2 separate regions of the Mus musculus genome follow, and region 2 is linked to region 1. The links are chromatin contacts, called in public capture Hi-C maps. All regions are on one chromosome and are shown on one strand. The core of a region is the stretch at or near the end of the contact, and the rest is flanking DNA. Distances in the headings are between cores, read along the strand shown.

Evidence for each region. Capture Hi-C pulls out chosen DNA fragments and counts their contacts.
Region 2: a contact with region 1 is called in a capture Hi-C map of bone marrow-derived macrophages, with 4 times the contacts expected there. The contact joins two enhancer-like sites. A contact is called at or near these places in 7 of 39 promoter capture datasets (the C10 cell line, the HPC-7 cell line, cranial neural crest and 4 more), 2 of 484 Hi-C or Micro-C datasets (multipotent progenitors and natural killer cells), 3 of 115 datasets of contacts at active chromatin or transcription factors (CD8 T cells, the HPC-7 cell line and embryonic stem cells) and 4 of 9 other capture datasets (adipose tissue, bone marrow-derived macrophages, liver and 1 more).

The regions. Positions count from the first base shown.
Region 1 is chr4:9,603,639-9,607,295 of GRCm38.p6, reverse strand. It overlaps Asph (aspartate-beta-hydroxylase), which reads left to right. Exons shown (of 24, transcript NM_023066.3): 6 at 2,667-2,780. Among named protein-coding and RNA genes, the nearest start is that of Asph, 64 kb to the left of the region's middle. Within about 2 kb of position 1,610, at least 61 of the 459 cell types and tissues checked have an H3K27ac peak or open chromatin away from gene starts, as enhancers often do. A contact at or near this core is called in bone marrow-derived macrophages, where this site is marked.
Region 2 is chr4:9,680,352-9,684,033 of GRCm38.p6, reverse strand. No RefSeq gene overlaps it. Among named protein-coding and RNA genes, the nearest start is that of Asph, 13 kb to the right of the region's middle. Within about 2 kb of position 1,308, at least 65 of the 459 cell types and tissues checked have an H3K27ac peak or open chromatin away from gene starts, as enhancers often do. A contact at or near this core is called in bone marrow-derived macrophages, where this site is marked.

The DNA.
Region 1 (3,657 bases), core at 361-2,860:
GTTCTGTGTTATGTCCTTAGAGAGATTTTCTGCATAGATGGTTACACAGGTGGCCTGTGGCTTCAGACATCATTTAAGTGTTGTTACTCCTGTACATGTCACCAGTGACTCTTTAGAAGTTTTAATATACCCAGTTACAGCTCCATTTGGGGATGCTGTGGGTGACTCGGACTGCAGCTGTGCCTAGCACAGGCTTTCCTTCCCATGCTGTCTCTCAGCTCCTCGTTAGCCCTGCCCCATGCCAGTTGCTCTCACTTGAGCTTTTTATACGCTCGCTCGTTAATGACTTTGCCAGGTCTGTAGTGGCTCAAGGTTAAACTCCATGCGCTTTCTATGGTTTCTTTGCTCTTCTAGCTGCAAGTCCTGTCCAAGTTGCTCTTACATTCTGACTCTTGTTTCCAAACTGTGTCTGTTACTGCTTGTCATGGCCCTGCAGTGGCATTTGTCTAGGTGTGTTTCTCTTTTCTCTTCTCTATGCTGTGTCGGCTGTGGCTTTATTGGTTAGGCGTTTTCACACAGTCTCTCATAATAATTTCATCTTATCTGACCAGGGGCCTTTGCATCTGCTGTGTCATCTGCTTGGGTGTTTCTCATTCCTACCTCATCTTCACACCTCATCAGCTGAGCTTGGCCTCCTTGGGCTCCTTGTCACACAGCTTATTGCTGTACTGCATCTGCCATGTAGTAGCAGTGTGGCTTGAGCACAGTCGCTCCTGTTTTAGAGTTGTGTAGCAGCACTGGGGAAATGCAGTAGCACAGAGGGCTGGCAGTGCCTAGTGGAGTGAGTCCAGGATGTGATTTCTTTTCCTCACACGTGGCTGACACTGTCAACAGTAGGCTCAAAGCCACTGGACAGTGCTTTCATGGTTTCTCTCCAGGGAACAGTGACACGTCTATTGAACAGCAGTGCTGACAGGTAGTGATGAGCTTTTCTAGATGGGGTGAGGGGAGAAGGGAAGAGCGCTGCACTCAGTAGAGTCCCACCGTTCCCAGCAGTTGCACTTGGTGGGCAGTTTGCTGAGCAGCAGATCTGAAAGGAGGAGAGACTCCAGAGCAGCTGGTGATGAGAGATGGGAAGCAGACCCTGTGCCTCCTCCTGCAGCTCTCTGAGAACCCTTGCAATCTGCAAAAACAAAAACACTACTGAACCCTGCCCTATCGCTGAACCCCGCCCTCATCTCTATCATATACTGCGGCTGTAATGTGTTCTGTTAGAAGTACAATAACAAAATGAGCACCATTTTCCTCAACATGAAGATTTTATAGCTATCTCAAATCAACCTCTCTCGCTCTCTCGCTCTCTCGCTCTCTTTCCTTCCCTTCTTCCCTCCCTCACTTTCTGTCTTCCTTCCTTTTTTCTTTTTAAAAAAAAAATCAATTATAAAAACCCAGTATGGATATTTTTTTTGGTATAGTCAATATCACTGTTCTTGTGCTTTCGTGCCATTATTAAGTAGAGGTTCTTGTACCATAAATACGGTAAGTGCCATTAAATCTGATGACACATGGCTGCTAGATATCAAATAGGCAGGCTGTTGATACAGTGCTGATGAGCCTGGACCAGAGGGTGACTCACATCCCTAGTGTGATGGAGTGAGATGAAGAGGGATTTCATAAGTAGGAGTTGAAAACATATTTCAAAACTTATGACCTGTTTATTCCTGGTATTTTAAGGTCTCATATTATGGTTAGCTTCAGAGAAGTGAAACTGCAAAAAGCAGAACTCGAGATAAGGGGCAACTTCTATGAAAGTATCTACAAAAATCAGTCAGTATGACTCAGTGAAACCGAGCACTACCATGCTATTCTATACAGAATAACTAGAGGACTTCTTGTGATCATGGGGGTGATTCAATAGCAGTAGAAAGAATCCTATTATTCCTATAGTAATTGTAGTGGTAATGACCACAGGGAGATACTTCTCATGGGCCAGGCATATTTCTAACTATTTTCATCCTTTTATCGATGGCTATGAATAGATCATTATTATTCCAATTTTATGGAAGGGAATCTCAAGCATGGCATAGGTAATTTGTCTACACTCAGACAGCTGGTGTAAAAAGCCTAAATAAATCTGCCAGAAGCCATGTCATTGTGAGGTAATTTTAGGGCAAGATTTCAGTCCAAGGTATATTAAAATGGAATGAAGTAACAGACTCACTCAGTATATCCTAAAAAATAAAAAATAAAAAAATCAGCAATTAACTTTACATATCTGCTGACTAAAATGCTAAGCCTAGGTTGGCTTGAATGTACAATGTGAGGTGTAGCAATGTGACTGAGAACACAGCCAGTTGCTCTCCACATTAAAGCACTTGTAGTTGCTACTTGGAATTTGATAGTTCTCAATAAAAGTTCTCGATATAACCTGATGTGTGTATTAATAATCATAAATGACTTATCTGTTCATCATATTTAGGAGACCTCTATTGGCTCGTCAGGCTCCTCCCTGCTCAGTATTCAGTGTGAGCAGCACGGTGAGATGCCTGTCCTCCAGGAGGTCACATTGTAATAAGAAGTGACTTTCAGGCAGACTGGCACTGGCCAGAGTGAGAAAAATAGCTTTAGAGGGGACAGTGGCAGGGGCTCATGGGTGGCTGCGGATGAGTCTGTCTAGGTAGGATGCCAACGTGGCGCCTTGGTCACTGTATTTCTCCTTGTTGAAGACCTTGAAGCAGATGGGCTGGCAGGAGAACCACAGCCGGAGGTTGAGGACTTCCTCACAGTGACCGACAGTGATGACAGATTTGAGGACCTGGAACCCGGGACAGTTCATGAAGGTAGAACACATTTGTTTTAGACTAGTTGGTCATTTATAGTGTAATTATTAAAAAAATTCCTAAAATTCCTTTAAGAGCGATATTTAATCTTATCTAAATATTTTGAAGATGAAGCTCTAAAGCAAACTGATATCTGATTTGTTTCATTAATAAGTGGGTTTCTGATACTAGTAAGGGCAGACTTTTTTCTTGTATTCCTCCACCTCGGTGCTGTGTGTTATATGAAGTCATGATGAACTGCACTTGAACTCTGGCCCTGGCTTTTGTTCCAGCAGCGCTGTCTCCCCTACTGCACAATCTGTAGCTTCCATAGCATGTCCCCAGACTGTCTTCTTACATAGTTAGGGATCAAGTGTTCTCATCGAAAGGAGAACTTACTAGCTTCTAGAACCCTTAGCTACTATTGCAATGCAAAGACAGTCATCAACTGTCATTAACTGAGTATAGACATGGCTGTGTTTCCATGAACCTCTATCTACAAACCCAGCTAATACATAGTTGTAAAAATTGCAAGTCACAGAGCATGCAAGCATGTGGACGTCTGACATAATATGCTGGGAAATGTCTTAAGTAGTAGATAGGTCCTCATTTGTGAGTGTGAGTTTTTAGAAGCTATTATTCAAGTCTACTTAGAGCAGGAAAGGCATCCTTCATGGAAAGCATGGTAGCATTGCTGGGTAGTGGTGTCCCAGCAATCAGCGGTATCAGTAATCCATGTAGTATGCCCTCATCTTATCATTTCTACACGGACATATTTCTAATTTCTGAGTAAAGATGTTCAAGCGTCAGTGTCTCTGTTTTCAGGTACCATGCTTATCCCTTTGCCTTTGGCTAAGATGGCTCAGCATGGTGTACAGTGGCTCAAAGTTTTTACTGA
Region 2 (3,682 bases), core at 59-2,558, 77 kb before region 1:
AATATATTGCAATATATTACTTCAGAGTGCTTAATGCAAACAGTTATGTCAGTGAGTCATTTTCTCTCCAGCTCATTTTGACTATGAGACATCAATCAGGCCTTATTATTTAGAACTTATAAATATTTATTCTTGAGACAAGTTCCTGATGTTGACAGGGTAGACTTCCTATGTACAAGCTGACACTGATATACTGCCAGGCTCTCTAGTCTTAGGATTCTGTATTGCATTGAGATGGCTTTATGAAGAAGCAAGAAAGCATGGAAAGAAAGCCTGGCCACTCAATTGCAATCTGCAACTTCTTAAAAGAGTAAACTTACACGAACATTTCTGATTTCTCCTTTGAATCTTATTTGCTCCATAATGTTTCTTAGCATATTACCTATACCACTTGTAGACATGGACTTTTAAAAATATGTATGTGTATATGAGTGCTCATGTGTTATATATCTTTAATATATATTAAATATGTATATTCACGTATTCATCTTTAATGCATGTTAAATCAGAAATTAAGATTTTTCTGGTCTTTGTAGGGCATAATGTACTTTTTTAAAGCTTCCAAGTGATTCTTGTGAAAAATTAATTTTCAGTAAAATACACTCAGTTCACTTGAATGCAATCATTGCAGCCCCATGACCAGCAAGGCATCATCTGGGCTGCTGATATTTCTAGGTTTTGATGGCCACCCATCTTGAACTCCTGGTACTTCAGTCTCGGATTTATCACCAACTAAATAATACCTGGAGTACCCATCCTCAGGGTTTGGCATTCTCTGTCTCTCTTCTTTGAGACTCATAAGTGATAAACCAGCTAAAACTGAGGAACACAAAGCCTAAAGTTCTCTCCTAGGAGAATTACATGCAGGAGGGATCTGATTTGTTAGGAGAAGACGGAATGAAGGCAGCAAGCCCATGGGAATCAGCACGAGACAGCAGACAGAGCACTGTTTCACGTTTATTGTCGCCTTGGAGGCACAGCCGGAGAGGGCTTCAGAAGACCTTTTCAAGGAAGTTCCCCAGGTCTAGAAGGCAGCAACTTCTGCTAAGGATGTAGCAAACTCAGGTCACTGAAATTTCACTTTTACTTTGTCAGCCAACATCATATGTTTTTGATGCTAGATTACATTCCCTAGAACTGTGAGCCAGGGATAAGCTCTCCCTTCCTTGAGTTGCTTTCATCAAGTATTCTGTGTCAATGAGACACTAAGCTAACGAGAACAGCTTAAGTGCGAGTTCTGCTTTAAGTGACGTTTAAGCACTAAATCACTCTTACCCTCACATGTGAAACAACGAGGTTGAGCAACATCCTCATTAGTATGCCTTTGCAAGCATGGACTCTTTGACTCATATGGTGCGCATGGGACCGTGGTGACTGAATCCCTGTCCTCAACATCTGTTGGCAAATGCAGGGGGTAGCACGCTGTGCTCTATGCTCATCTTTCTCCTTCCCAAACAGCAGGAACTCCTTAAGAACCAAGAACAGTGCTTGCAGGAAGTAGAGATTTCATTAATGTTTCCTGAGCAGACCATAAACTATACTTCTTCATTAAAGTTTATGATATTGCCAAAATTAGACCTTCTGCACAGCAACTTTATAGCATAATGTATTGTGAAGCAAAATGAAACCTTACTGTGGGCAGTAACTCACAGGGCAGTGTCTAAAACATCAACAAGTAAAGACTTGTCTTAGGTATGATTTGAGTCAGTGGATATGCTACCATTTAAAATTATAAAACACTTCTTTACATTTAGAAAGCACTTTACTGTCTGGTATACTTTATCATTAATTTTCTCATCGTTTCATAATGTGTAAAACTCAGTTCACATAAGCAAATAGTTTGATTCACTGCTGGGTCATTCTATATTTGTATTTTATGTCATGATCTCAGGGACTGTCTTCAGACACTAACTGATAATACTCAAAGTCACATCGAATACAAGAAAACTCATTCACCACTTATAATGGTTCATTTCTCCATTGCAGCGAGAAGATACCTTGGGCTGAATACCTGGATAACAAAAGTGCAAAGAGCATGGTGCTAACTCTATTGAAGGCCTGCTGCCTGACCACACTGCATCACATTATGGTGGAGAGCATCATGTGAGAATCTATAGAAGAGAAAGAGGTCACATGCTGAGACAGAAATCCAGAAAGATCAGAGCAGCTACTCTAATTGTTTCATTAACAACTCTATGGGAACAAGCTGGGGTCCAAAAGAACCCCTTCATCTCTTGAAAGGTAGTGTCTTCAATGACATAGTCACATTACATTAAACTTCACTTTTTTTTTTTTTTTTTTTTTTTTTTTTGGTTTTTCGGGACAGGGTTTCTCTGTATAGCCCTGGCTGTCCTGGAACTCACTTTGTAGACCGGGCTGGCCTCGAACTCAGAAATCTGCCTGCCTCTGCCTCCCAAGTGCTGGGATTAAAGGCATGCGCCACCATGCCTGGCTAAACGTCACATCTTAAAAGTTTCACTACACCACTCACTCTGTCTCCTGATATCACAATTACTATGGTTTGAATGGCAAATGTCCTCACATAGACTCGTGTATTTGAACACTAGCTCCCCAACTAGTTGTACTATCTGGAAAATTGTGCAACATTTAGGGGGTGGCACCTCTCTGAAGGAAGTGGGTTAATGGTGTGGGCTTTGTGGCTCTGGAGCTTGGGTCTATTTTCTGCTAACTCTCTGTTTCCTGATGGTGACCAGAATGTGACCTGCCAGCCTCCTGTTCCTGCCACCATGCTTTTCCTTCCTGTTGCCTCATCTTCCCTTCCATGACACATCTGTCTTACTTTTCTATGGCTGCAAAAAGACATCATAACCAAGGCAACTTATAAAAGAGAGCATTTGATTTTGGGCTTCTGGTTCCAGAGGGTAGCCCATTACCATCATTGCCAAGAGCATGGCAGCAGGCAGTCAGGTGTGACACTGCAGTGGTAGCTGAGAGTTTATATTTCAACCACAAGCATGAATGAGGCAGAGAGGGAGAGAGAGAGAGAGAGAGAGAGAGAGAGAGAGAGAGAGAGAGAATGAATGGAGGGAGGGAGGGAGAGAGTGGAGGGAGAGAGAGGGAGGGGGACAGACACATATACACATACATACATACACACACAGATACACACACATGCATACACATACATGCACACACACATGGAGGGGGGGGCACATTTTGAGCACAGTGTGAGGTTTTAAAACTTCAAAGCCTATCCCCAGTGAGACACCTCCTCCAATAAGGCCATACCTTCTAGCCATTTCTACCAACTAGAGAGCAATCATTCAAATATATGAGACTATGGGTTCTATTTTCATTTAAACTACCATGGCATCCCTTTGTAATTATAATCCAAGACAAACCCTTTTTCCATTAAGGTGCTTTTTCTGGATTATTACTATATCACAACAATGGAAAAAAGACCACTGTGAGGAAGCAGCAAGCTTTCAGTTTATGAAGCCTCGGGACACATACTTAAACAATATCCAAACTATAGATATCAGACCCTCAGGCAATCTGGGATCAGATTCAGAAATTCAAGACATTGTCCCTAGTGGCAGTTATGCAGACTTAACATCTTGGAAAGCAAGGAGTAAATGTTTTTGGTGTAATATTCTTAATACTGGATATGTGAATCTCTAAAATCATCCATGAATAGACAACATTATGGCTGATAAGATCC